Linked DNA regions of Sus scrofa: all the other regions are linked to region 2. The links are chromatin contacts, called in public HiChIP or PLAC-seq maps. All regions are on one chromosome and are shown on one strand. Each heading gives the region's core, a stretch centred on a gene start, on an enhancer-like site or on the middle of the called end of the contact. The rest is flanking DNA. Distances are from core to core; before and after follow the strand shown.

What was found. HiChIP or PLAC-seq counts read pairs in DNA pulled down with a chosen protein or histone mark.
Region 1: an H3K27ac HiChIP or PLAC-seq map of skeletal muscle shows a contact between it and region 2. The contact joins two enhancer-like sites. A contact is called at or near these places in 2 of 47 Hi-C or Micro-C datasets (skeletal muscle and subcutaneous adipose tissue) and 1 of 2 datasets of contacts at active chromatin or transcription factors (skeletal muscle).
Region 3: a contact with region 2 is called in an H3K27ac HiChIP or PLAC-seq map of skeletal muscle. The contact joins two enhancer-like sites. A contact is called at or near these places in 7 of 47 Hi-C or Micro-C datasets (embryonic fibroblasts, epiblast stem cells, fetal liver and 2 more) and 1 of 2 datasets of contacts at active chromatin or transcription factors (skeletal muscle).
Region 4: an H3K27ac HiChIP or PLAC-seq map of skeletal muscle shows a contact between it and region 2. The contact joins two enhancer-like sites. A contact is called at or near these places in 1 of 47 Hi-C or Micro-C datasets (skeletal muscle) and 1 of 2 datasets of contacts at active chromatin or transcription factors (skeletal muscle).

What each region holds. Positions count from the first base shown.
Region 1 is chr16:33,429,194-33,431,893 of Sscrofa11.1, reverse strand. The region is part of intron 1 of ARL15 (ADP-ribosylation factor-like protein 15); the gene reads left to right. Among named protein-coding and RNA genes, the nearest start is that of ARL15, 150 kb to the left of the region's middle. Within about 2 kb of position 1,358, at least 3 of the 83 cell types and tissues checked have an H3K27ac peak or open chromatin away from gene starts, as enhancers often do. A contact at or near this core is called in skeletal muscle, where this site is marked.
Region 2 is chr16:33,249,575-33,252,286 of Sscrofa11.1, reverse strand. The region is part of intron 4 of ARL15 (ADP-ribosylation factor-like protein 15); the gene reads left to right. Among named protein-coding and RNA genes, the nearest start is that of ARL15, 320 kb to the left of the region's middle. Within about 2 kb of position 1,271, at least 3 of the 83 cell types and tissues checked have an H3K27ac peak or open chromatin away from gene starts, as enhancers often do. A contact at or near this core is called in skeletal muscle, where this site is marked.
Region 3 is chr16:33,453,351-33,456,050 of Sscrofa11.1, reverse strand. The region is part of intron 1 of ARL15 (ADP-ribosylation factor-like protein 15); the gene reads left to right. Among named protein-coding and RNA genes, the nearest start is that of ARL15, 120 kb to the left of the region's middle. Within about 2 kb of position 1,435, at least 6 of the 83 cell types and tissues checked have an H3K27ac peak or open chromatin away from gene starts, as enhancers often do. A contact at or near this core is called in skeletal muscle, where this site is marked.
Region 4 is chr16:33,383,402-33,386,101 of Sscrofa11.1, reverse strand. The region is part of intron 3 of ARL15 (ADP-ribosylation factor-like protein 15); the gene reads left to right. Among named protein-coding and RNA genes, the nearest start is that of ARL15, 190 kb to the left of the region's middle. Within about 2 kb of position 1,286, at least 5 of the 83 cell types and tissues checked have an H3K27ac peak or open chromatin away from gene starts, as enhancers often do. A contact at or near this core is called in skeletal muscle, where this site is marked.

The sequences.
Region 1 (2,700 bases), core at 109-2,608, 180 kb before region 2:
TTATTGATTAGAATATGGGTAACCGAATAGAGAACCTATCTCAAAAAATGAGACCAAAATGTTTATTTTCCATTAATCTGGTCTAATCTTGATTCTGAACTATTTAAATGTATCTCTTCAGTTTGCTTGAGACCAGCCACAACTGCTTTTTATCTGTTGATTTACACATTTCACAAACATACTGTGTGTCAGACATCATGCTGTAAAGTTGAATAAAGAATGACTTAAAGTTAAGCCATATATGTAGTGGGGAGCCGGGGAGACAATCAGTATACATTTTGGCTCTGATTCAATGGAGTAAGTAGAACATTAGCAACATGAACTAAATACTGTGAGAGTCTGTGATGTGAGTCTAGACAGGGCAGGAGGATTTAGTGTTAGTGGAACTTGAGCCTTGAAAATTGAGAATGATACTGCCTCTTGAACAAAAAGAGGGTGGATTTACTTTGTGAGTAAATAAACCAGCTGGGTCTCCATAGCATTTGACCCACTTGTAGAGACTGGTACACCCTACTCTGTGTGACACACCCCAGTCTCAAGACCCAGCCCTTTGGGATTCTAAACAGCTTGACTAGATGTCCTCTTGGGAAGTTTGTTCAGCTAAAAGAAATAGCTTCTGTGGAATGCGCTAGATAAAAGATGATTCCGTTGGTGTGTATGGTGGATCAGATATGCTAAAATAGATTCTTTCCAGGTTTTGGCCTTTCAGATAGTGTTTATAAATATCATTGCTTAAAAGTACAAAACCATGTAAAGTCATTCTGTTTTCTGTTACCTACCCCTTCTTCTCACTTTGCCAGAAAGGTATGTAGAAGGTATATAGTGCTTTTTTCCCCCCCAGGTCAAAGATTTGTATTAGGATGAGATTAGAGATTTTTTATTTTAGGTGGCTGGAAAGTACATCCAGCTGAAAACCATCAACCATCTAGGCTACATGCTTCATTTGAGTTGTATTTCTGGATGCAACTCAAGTATGACAACTGTGAGTTTCATAACTTTCTCTAACTTGATTCAAAAACATTTCGGGGCCAGAATAGTTCTTGAGGTCTTTTCTCTCCTGGTAAGGTCCTGTGGAGGTTATCAAGGTTGAGATTGTGTTGCTGGATCTCAGAAAATTGCAGGAGACATGAGGAGCCGAGAGTGTTAAGCTTGCACTATCACTTAGCCTTGCCAATGTTCTTCCAGGGTGACGTAGAGCCACTTGTTACTCAAGATGAACACGCCGTTGGGTCCAGGTCTCTGCTGTTAGCAATGCTCAGGTTCTTTCACTGGACTTCTGGTGTTTAGACAATGTAGAGTAAGTTCTGAAGGGGAAGTAGGTTGTTCAAGAAGGTTAAGTGAACAAGGAGGGAAAGCACTAGTCAGAGGGAATAATCCCAGTGAGTGGCAGCTGGGACAACCAGAGCCTCCCGGGGACACTCACATCCAGATGGTACTTTCTATTTTGGGCTCTTTTTATTATCTTCCAAATAATAAATGTGGTGTTATTATCATCTGTAATAGCTCAGCTCCAAAGTATCCAGTTTGTCTTTTTTAAAAAAAATTCAGTCATGGTTATTAAATTGAGAAAATTGGTTTGTTAAACATAAATCTGAGTAATTTATAAAAGGGCCACATGAGCTCCTTGAATCAACAGAAAATCTGATCGAGCACCCGTGATGTTCTAGGTACAGTATTTACATTGAAGTAGTCATGCTTCTTCCGAGAAATATTGGCTTTATTATAAAACGATAGGTATGGAGTGTATGTATGCATAAGATACTATATTGAAATATTGATAGCTATTTTACGAAGAGAGTAGAACTATTTAAGAGGTAGAATCTACACAAATAGGGGGCCTTTATGAATTGTAGGCAGTGCGAGAGAGAAAGAATTGAGGATGTTAAGAGGTTTTTTAGCTCTGAATGATGGGTTGGATGATAACATTTACTAAAGTGGGAACTATAGGAAGGAGGGACAGATGGGTGGGAGGATTGGCAGTGAACTTGGGTTTTTGTTAGTGGAGTACCTCAGAGATATCTAGGGTATAGATGTCTACAAGAAGTGCAGACACACCGGTTGGGTTCTCCAGAAAGCGGACGAAGCTGGACGTGGGATTGAGAAATGAATACAGTCGAAGCAATGGGAATGGAGGCACGGCCGAGGGGAAATGTGTCAAGTGAAGAGGTTGTCGGACATAAGTAGGTACCCTGGATTTCCATCTCCACCACTCCTTTACATTGTGCTTGCCAGGATTACCAGCATCCTCTGCGTTTCCCAAAACAGTGGTTATCTGTGTGATCTGATCTTACGTAACTACTTATACTTAAAAGCGTTTATCTTAGTTGATGACCTCTTCCCTCTAGAAATACTTAACTTTTTCTTGATTTCCATTATATTATGTTTCCTAGTTTTTTCTGCACTAGACTGGTTGGTTTCTCCTTTTGTGCCCAACTTCAAAGGTTGGACGACTCTGGAACTCTGCCTAGCCTCCCTCCCGCCTCCCATCACTGGTGTGAACTTGGTTTTGTAATTCTAGAGTAAGGCCGAACTTGGTGAGAGTAAGATAAAAGTATAAGATGTGCCAAAACCAATAGGATGTGATTTTAAAGAATATGTGTTTTTTTTTTTTCCATTCAAGAAAAGGATGGCTAGAATATAGAATTTCATTAACCTCAATCTGATGAGAGGTTAGGAAGTAATCCAGTACAGTTGTGAAGG
Region 2 (2,712 bases), core at 22-2,521:
TAAGTCTTCAATTATGAAAATCATACATCCCACCCACCCCTCTCCCCTGCCACCATGGGGCTTTGCATTCGTAACTTCCAAAAGGAACGAACTGCATCCTGAGTTACCTGGAGCTCATTTGCCCATTCAAACCCATGCCTTCTGTCAGAGTGCTTCAGGTAGAAACCCAGAGTTTTTACAGATTAAGTCTGTTCCAGAAACAGGGCATTTCCCTTGACTCCTTTTAGTGCCAGTCCAATATGTTCAGTTTACGTTGAGCCCAGAAAACGACTATCGGAGGCCTGATTGAAGACCTCTCTTTGGTCTCTTACAAAGCAGTATCTGACCAGTTAGTTAAAACTGAGAAAGATACCCAGAATCATTGAGTAAGAGCATAATTAGAAACTCGGAAACATATATTCCAGAACCACAAGAAGAGACCTGTGATGCAGAGCTTGTCAACTTTGTTGAAGAAATTTGCAAATATATGCATCTGTTAGTGATCAGTGTCCTGACTTAATAGGCAAGTTTAAAATTACTGATTACGCTGATGTGCTTCTGATTTCTTTTTGCAAAACAGATGAGTAGTTTTTATTCCAAAATTTGTTCCAAATCCAATTTTTTGGCAATGGTGCTGGGTTTAGTCACAGTGTGAATAAAGTATGCTCCCCGTGTCTTGATTACTCTGCCTAAAATATCTCAACACAGTGTACATTTAGTCCTTCTTAGATTATTATAACTAATGTTAAACATCAACAGCTTCTTATTTGACACTAATGAAAATGTTGTAACTGAGACTCTTATTACCCTTATGACACCTCCCCAAATTCAAATTCATCTTGTCAATTTCCCACTGTTTTGAATACCAAATACCTCTGCTGTTATTCTTCCTACTTCACTTCCTTTGCCCCTCAATCATTGCTTTTCGGTTGTATGTCCTTCCATTAGTATTTAGAGGACAACTGATGTCTCCCCTTCATCTTTGAATAAAGGACATCATTATTAAATTGGCTTTTGCTGTATTCCATGTGTGTCCTGGATCTCCCTCCCCTTTTAGTAGCCAAGGACACATTTCTGAATTCTTTATCTCTCTGCTTGCCAAAATGGGAAAAAGAAAATTGTTAAACCTGGAGTCTTGCAAGACACTTAACCAATTTAATTCATATTTTTCATATAAGTGACTTGTTATCATCCAGTGACTCCAGCCACGGAAACTGTGAGTATATGAGTTGTTTGCTCCTTGTGGTAGGAGCTATCTTGGGTATAGTTATCTGTAATGAACTTGAATCATAGGATATAAATCATATCCTTATAAAGAGCCTTAAATGAGCCAGCATGAGAATCCAGCAATAGTACAAGGTGTAACAGTGCTAGGAATCTGAGCTGGAAACTTGACCTCCGTTCCTTGCCTCTGGACCGCCAGAGGCTGGTAGTTACATTTGCTCCCCCTGAGAGATAAGCATTTGGGGATGTTCCCTCAGCCATTTGTTGTCTCAAATTAAGCATTGCAGCATTCAACCCTTAGGAAAAGTCAGTTGCCATGTTTTGGAATCTTAGATGCTGAAACAGTAAACTTTCAAAAAATGCTTTGATGCTCAGATTTAACAAAAAGTTGAAAGGAGGTAAAGCCCTTAAAAACAAACCTAATACCCTGCCACTTATCATTGCCTTATTAATACGAAGCATTTTTTCTTACAAGCAAATAAGGGCGAAGTCATTATTTTTGTAGCCTTTCATAGAAAGAGGAGGTTGGTACGTTCTGGGAACCACATAGATTTTATAATTTAGACAACATGTAGTTGTGTCGTCATGGAAAAGTTAAGAATTATCTAATTGGGTTGGTGTGTTGACTTTACAAATAAGAATCAAGTACCTCAGGAGTTCTCTTGTGGTGCCACATGTTAAGAATCCTGCATTGTCACTGCAGCTGCTCAGGTTTGATCCCTGGCCTGGAAACTTCCACATGCCTCAGGCACGGCCAAAAAAAAAAAAAAAAAAAAAGAAAGAAAAAATCAAGTACCTTCAGTGTCCTTAGCACCATATTAGGTCCTTGGATAGGAGGAGCTTGTGATACAGAGATGAAAAAGATAGAGGCTCTCCCCTCAAAGGTGCAAATGACTTGTTAAGGTCCACAGTGCAAAGAAATGCATAATGGGGAGGGTGGAGTGCTGAGTGGAAGGCCCAGACACACAAAACCCATGTGGGAGCAAAAGGTGATAGGCCGGACCGTAATTTGCATAATTTGCAGGGCCCAGTGGAAAGGCAGATCCCTTTGTTCAAAAAGTGAACCAAATAAGTCCTTTTAAAAGTACTAAAGCTTTTTCCTTTCTTCCAAGTATCTCCCCAGTTCATGCACTTGATCCATTGCTCCATCACACTTCATGCACGAAACACAAGTTCAAAGGTAAAATTAAGAAATTAAGAATTTCGAGAAGTTCCTGCTGTGTTGCAGCAGGTTAAGGATTCAGCATGGCCACAGCTGTGACTTCAGTACAAGCTAAGGCTCAGATTCAGTCCCCAGCCCAGGAACTTTCGTGTGCCATAGGTGTGTCCCACCCAAAAGAAAAAGAATTTTCAAGATGGTGACAACAGAACATTCAGCTAAGCACTGAGTGCTTCTGAGCCTGGGCCCCTTTTGACAGCAGGGCCATGGACAGCTACACAGGTCACATGCCCACAAAACCCACTCTGGATATCTGAAGATGATGAGGTCTGCTATGTCAACACTAAACG
Region 3 (2,700 bases), core at 186-2,685, 200 kb before region 2:
GAGTGATTATAATTTCTCACTTACTTTGTTCACAGTTCTTTTTCTCCTGAATTTTATCTAGGATAACATCTGATAATTATGGTGGATCATCTGAGATGTGCATGTGTGTACATGGTATTTCTTTTTTATTTCTATGGGTCTACACATATGCCTTGCAAATGAAATGCTTTTGAATCCTGTTAAGGTATCTTGGTGTATATTAACTAACTCATAGACCAAAATAGCTAATGTCTTGACAGTTTTTTATTTATTGGGAAGTTCAGGGAATAAGGCTTTCTTTGGGGAAGGGTGGGTTATCGTCTCATTTAAGGTTTTTTGCAGATCCCTCAGGGGAAACATGCAGTGCAGAAAACTAAGCTGCTGTTCCATTTTTCTTTGTGTTCCAGATTACATTTTAATAATTTTTCTACTTCAGGTTGAATAGAAAATAACAATATATAGTTATATAAATGGAGACTTGCACAGCTGATTAGCCATTATTATATTTCCTGAATTTTTAAAATTTTAAGAGATTTTTAGGAAAGAACTCATACTGTGGTAGATTTTCTTTTTAAGAAGCAAAAGCATTATGTTACTAATACTCCAGTTGAGAAGAAGATAAATATATTTTGTTTCGTGAATTACTTTGGGAGAAGTCTTCATTTCAAACCAAACTAAATTTTAAGAAAATGAGGGCTTAGCTGTTTATCTTGCATTTTCTCTCACTCTTTGTCTCTTTAACTGAATTTGTATCTAGAATTATGAAACGAATGATTATAGACTAGTCTGGCTTGGGTATTTTTGTTTTTTGTTTGTTTGGCTTCAAGACATTAAAAAAACTGGAATGTGATGTTTTATTCTCTATTACCGTTAAAGGCTTTAGCAGGTAGAGTAGAAAGAAAACATCTGCATGCTGCTGAGTCTCAGTGTTCTGTTTCCCTTCTCATTTTCTGCTTAGTTTATGTGGCTATACCAGTGGTCTTAACGACCACATAAACGGGAAATTTGCCCCATGAGCCACAACCTGTGATAGCCGGAGCGCCTAGTGATGGTATGTAATTCCTGCCAGGTTTTGTTAGGATCTTTTTAAGCCCATGGCACGATGAGTAGATTTTAAAGATTCATTTACGGGGTGTGCGTGTGTGTGTGTGTACACACACACAACATACATACACACACGATGTAGAAACAACTACCATAACTGCTGTAAAATAAAACATGTTGGTTGGAAATTGTGTGTAGCTTCTGCTAAAGTATGTGAACATTGGAGACATAACATATTTAGCGTCTCCCGGCAAACAGATGAAGGTAGTAATAACAGATTCATAAGATGGTTTTAGTCACGTTCTTCCATCAGACACGAGCCAGCCGAGAAGCAAATAAATCAGTTGCTCGTAGGAGTACACAGTGGAGTGAAACTCCGGGTGGAGGCAGTTTCCCATCTCCCAGGGAAATTTGGCTCACAGGGTGGCGGGGATTAAGCAGTGCCGGGATGGTTTGCAACTGAAGCGGTGCTGTTGAGTGATACATTTTGATAGAGTAGCTTAAAGTTTTGAAGGGGTAACATATTGAGGGAAAATTTCCTGTGGAAGAGAATTCAGGAAGACCAGACCCAGCTCATTTCTGCCTTGTTAATTACCTCGAGAGGCATCCCCCTCCACTTGCGATGGAGATTTTTCAAGCCCCGTTTCTCTCCAGCCAGCTATAGGATAAGAGTGGACAAAAAAGTTGGCTTTGTTTCTATTTTATGCACAGCCAGACTTGCTCTTATGTTTGTAATATTTAAAGGAGTTCAATAGGAGGCCCTTGATTCTTTGATCTAATGCCACAGTGCTGTTTAACGAGAAAGGTTTTTAATATTGTGTGCGATATTGAAAATTTCTGCCAGCTCAGACTAATAAATATAATGTGAGATTTACACCTTGGATCCCTTCTTTTATTTCTCGTCCTGAATCTGCTCTGCCCACCCGCCTCCCCGGCTGAAACAGGTAATTACAAAGGTCCTCAGATCAATTTTTGTAAAGGGGCACCCTGACGGGTACCATGACTGAAGTGTGACATGAGCCTTTTCCAATACAATGGGTGGCCTAACATTCCTCTGGACGCCCAAGCTCATTAAATATTCGGTTCCTTTTTTCCCCCCCTCTCCCCCCGCCATGCACTTAGCTTGAGTCGCACTAAGTCTGGGGTTTCTTCATTGAAGACTTAGGAAAATTGCTTCGAGTTCTCAGATTGAATTTTTTATGTGTATGACTTCATGATAGCATTAGCATGTGCTTTGATCCATGTGTGAATGGCGCTGGGTCGGCGCTTATTGCCATATCCAGATGGTGTTACAGGGAACAAACAGTTGTGTTTTAGGATTTCTCAATAGACTGTCTAGACTGGCCGTGCAGCAGACAGATACAGCCACCCATCAAATTAGCGTTTGTCAGATTTATGGTAATGGTTCACCAAAGCCTTCCTGTCATTGACATTAAGATTTACGCCTCCAAAGTTATTTTGTCTTCCACAGAATATAGCTTGTGATTGCTCGGATTTAAAAAAAAAAAAAAAAAAAAAAGTTTAAGACAGAAAAGTCTTGCTGAATGTGAGCTGTTTCTGAATGAGGAGGAAAATATAAAAGGAATTCAACAGTGTCTGCAGCTCAGGGGCTGTATTGATTAGGGAAAGGCACCCTCCCCACCCCCACCCCTCCCCACCCTCAAGTGATAAGAAGGA
Region 4 (2,700 bases), core at 37-2,536, 130 kb before region 2:
AAAGGTGCTGTCTCTTTGTATCCTGCTAGTTATCTGTGGGTGCTGTTAATCAGTCCAGGTTATTTGCATTTCTTAATTTCTCCAGAAACGGTACAGGACAAACTTCTTAACAGGCAACCCAGGGGGCACTGCTGTCTGCGTCTTTTAATTTCTGCTTTTTTGTACCCAGGCCATTTGGTGCCTTTGACCAAAATAAAATGCTCTTCTTTTAGACTGGTTTATTAAAACTTATTTGGGAGGGAATAGTAGCTCTTTAATCTTTATCTTGACAGTCCTATGTATATTATATTGTTGCCTCTATGTGCCTACTGCCACCTCCTATTAAAAAAAATGCAACTAAATAACCTATGGATTTAATGTATGCACTAGCTCTGAGGGTCATGCTGTACAACAAAGGAGGAAGCAAGACAATATAAACCAATAAATTGGTTGTATATTAGAAAAAGAATCAGTAGAGGCATACAAACTTGAAGAAGTTACTGTGGCCACACTGTTTCAAGGGACAAGTGAAGCTGCCTAGATTTTTTTTTTGCTGGTATAGGAGAAAGCAAATTGCCATGCAAAAGCTGTTTTAGACATCTCCAAATAAGAGTTTCTATGGAAGATAAGGCAAGAAACCATGATCCTGGCAAAGGAACATGACAGCACAGAATGGGGACCCAAGTATGGCCAGATCCTCAGAATATCTTAGGACCATTATATGAGCTAATTACCATCAGCTCCATATGAGTAAATGTGCACATTTTGTTATCTGTTACATAATTTATAAGGAAGAAATGTGGTTCAGCAAATAGAGTGTAGCCTCCAGATACTCTGTCCCCCTCTGCATTTGAACTTCTTGTTGTTGTTTTCTTATCTGTAAAATGTAAGTTTTAATAAATCATCACTATTTATTTCCCAAGGGATTGGGCAGGAAAAGAAAAGTTAAATTGCCTAAAGTGCCTCAAGAGAGATGCTTTAAGAATAGACAGTGGTATTCCCACTAATTCTCTTTTTATAGCCGTGGATCCAGTGTGATATGTGATATTGAATGATTGAAATTTCTTGATATAGTATTGTTTCCTTATCTAGGAAGAGAACCAGACCTTTCTGGAATGGGAACAGCCAGTTAACTCCTGGCTCTCTGAGCTGTGTACTTTCTCACTTAGGCTTAGGTTCTACTAGGGGAAATGATACTGGTAGAAAGCCAAGTCACTTGGATGTGAGTTAAAAGGCCACAGCTATCTGATTTGGTTGAACAGGATCCCAGGGTGGTGGTGTTCAAGCGTTTTTTACACTTGCTAAGGGAAAACTGAGCCAAACAGTCAGCAGAGCCAAATAAATGAATCTAGGGGCCCAGAAGTCTGTTACTGGCTGATGTAGACCTGACCTTAATTTTTGTTTTCTTCTGGAGACGTGCCCTAGGAAATTTTTTTAAATCTGTGTTCCCAGTCATAGTTGAATATAGCACTTAACGATTTGCTGCTTCTAAAACTATGCATATATAGAATGTTCTAGAAACTAGCTTCCCAGTCTTTTAAACCTCCCAGTCCCCTTGGCAATAGGAATCTCGTGTGCCTCTGAGGTTGCTGCCTCAACCACTCTTTGCTGTTTTGGGGCAATCAGGTCATTGCATATCTTCTAACTCTACACATTTCCTCACAGAACATTTGTGTTGGGTTCTTAACTACTTATCCCTCACAGGGGAATAGGTATTTCTGTTTCTCCCAAGGGTTGCCGTAATAGCAACTAATTTTCATTGTGTATTTGGTTTCAGTGTGATATTGCAGCAACAGCATTGCAAATCAAGAGACCAGTATTTTCTTCTAACAAAACAAGCCAGGGAACATTGGGTGAGGGTTTTAACTTCTCCAGCGCTGCTTTCTTTTCTAGCTGCTGAGGATGCTGATAACTGTTCTCTTTGGTGTAACATAACTAGTTTGTTTTTCATGTAAAAACTTAGTTTCTACCTGCTTCAAGCTCTGGGAACCACAGAACCAGTCTCTAACAGCTGTGAAGAACTACAATGTATTATTTTCTCTATTTTACTGTAACCCTGACTTCCTCAATTATTTTTGTTTTTTGTAGGTAGACATTTTAATAAATCTCAAAGTTTTCTTTTTATGTGCGTAGTTTGAGGCAGACTATACATCCATAAAATAGCAAATTACCAATAGTTACCAAACAAAGTTGCTATCACTGTGCTCTTTAAGAAGCATTACAGTCTAGTTTGGGAAGGACTACATCAGGACTGAGTATAAGAAGACATCAAAGAAAGACAGTCCAGAAAAAGGAACAGATGAAATGCCGGTGATGGAGGTGACAGAGAACTTGGTGCAGTTTTGTCCCATCGATAAACCAAGCCCATTGTCACTTTTTTGACTTTTATCCCCTCTGTCCCTAGACTGAGTTTTCCTCTGTGATGTCTTGTTTGTCTTTCTATATAATCCTAATTCTATTTTGTAATCAGTACTGTTACTGATTTTACAATCCCAGACTGTAAAGTCATGAAGAGTTGAAAAGCCCAACATAATCTTAAGGGTTTGTTGTATTGTGGTATAAAATATATCCATAGTTCTAAGCCACAGGGAAATTTGCCAAATCATGCCTCAAGACACAAGAGCAATGGTAGATCCTTTAGAGGCAAAATGTTTTGTTGTTGAATTCATTTCAGTGAACAGTTAATGAATGTTAACTACATGCCGAGCCCTAAGGATACAA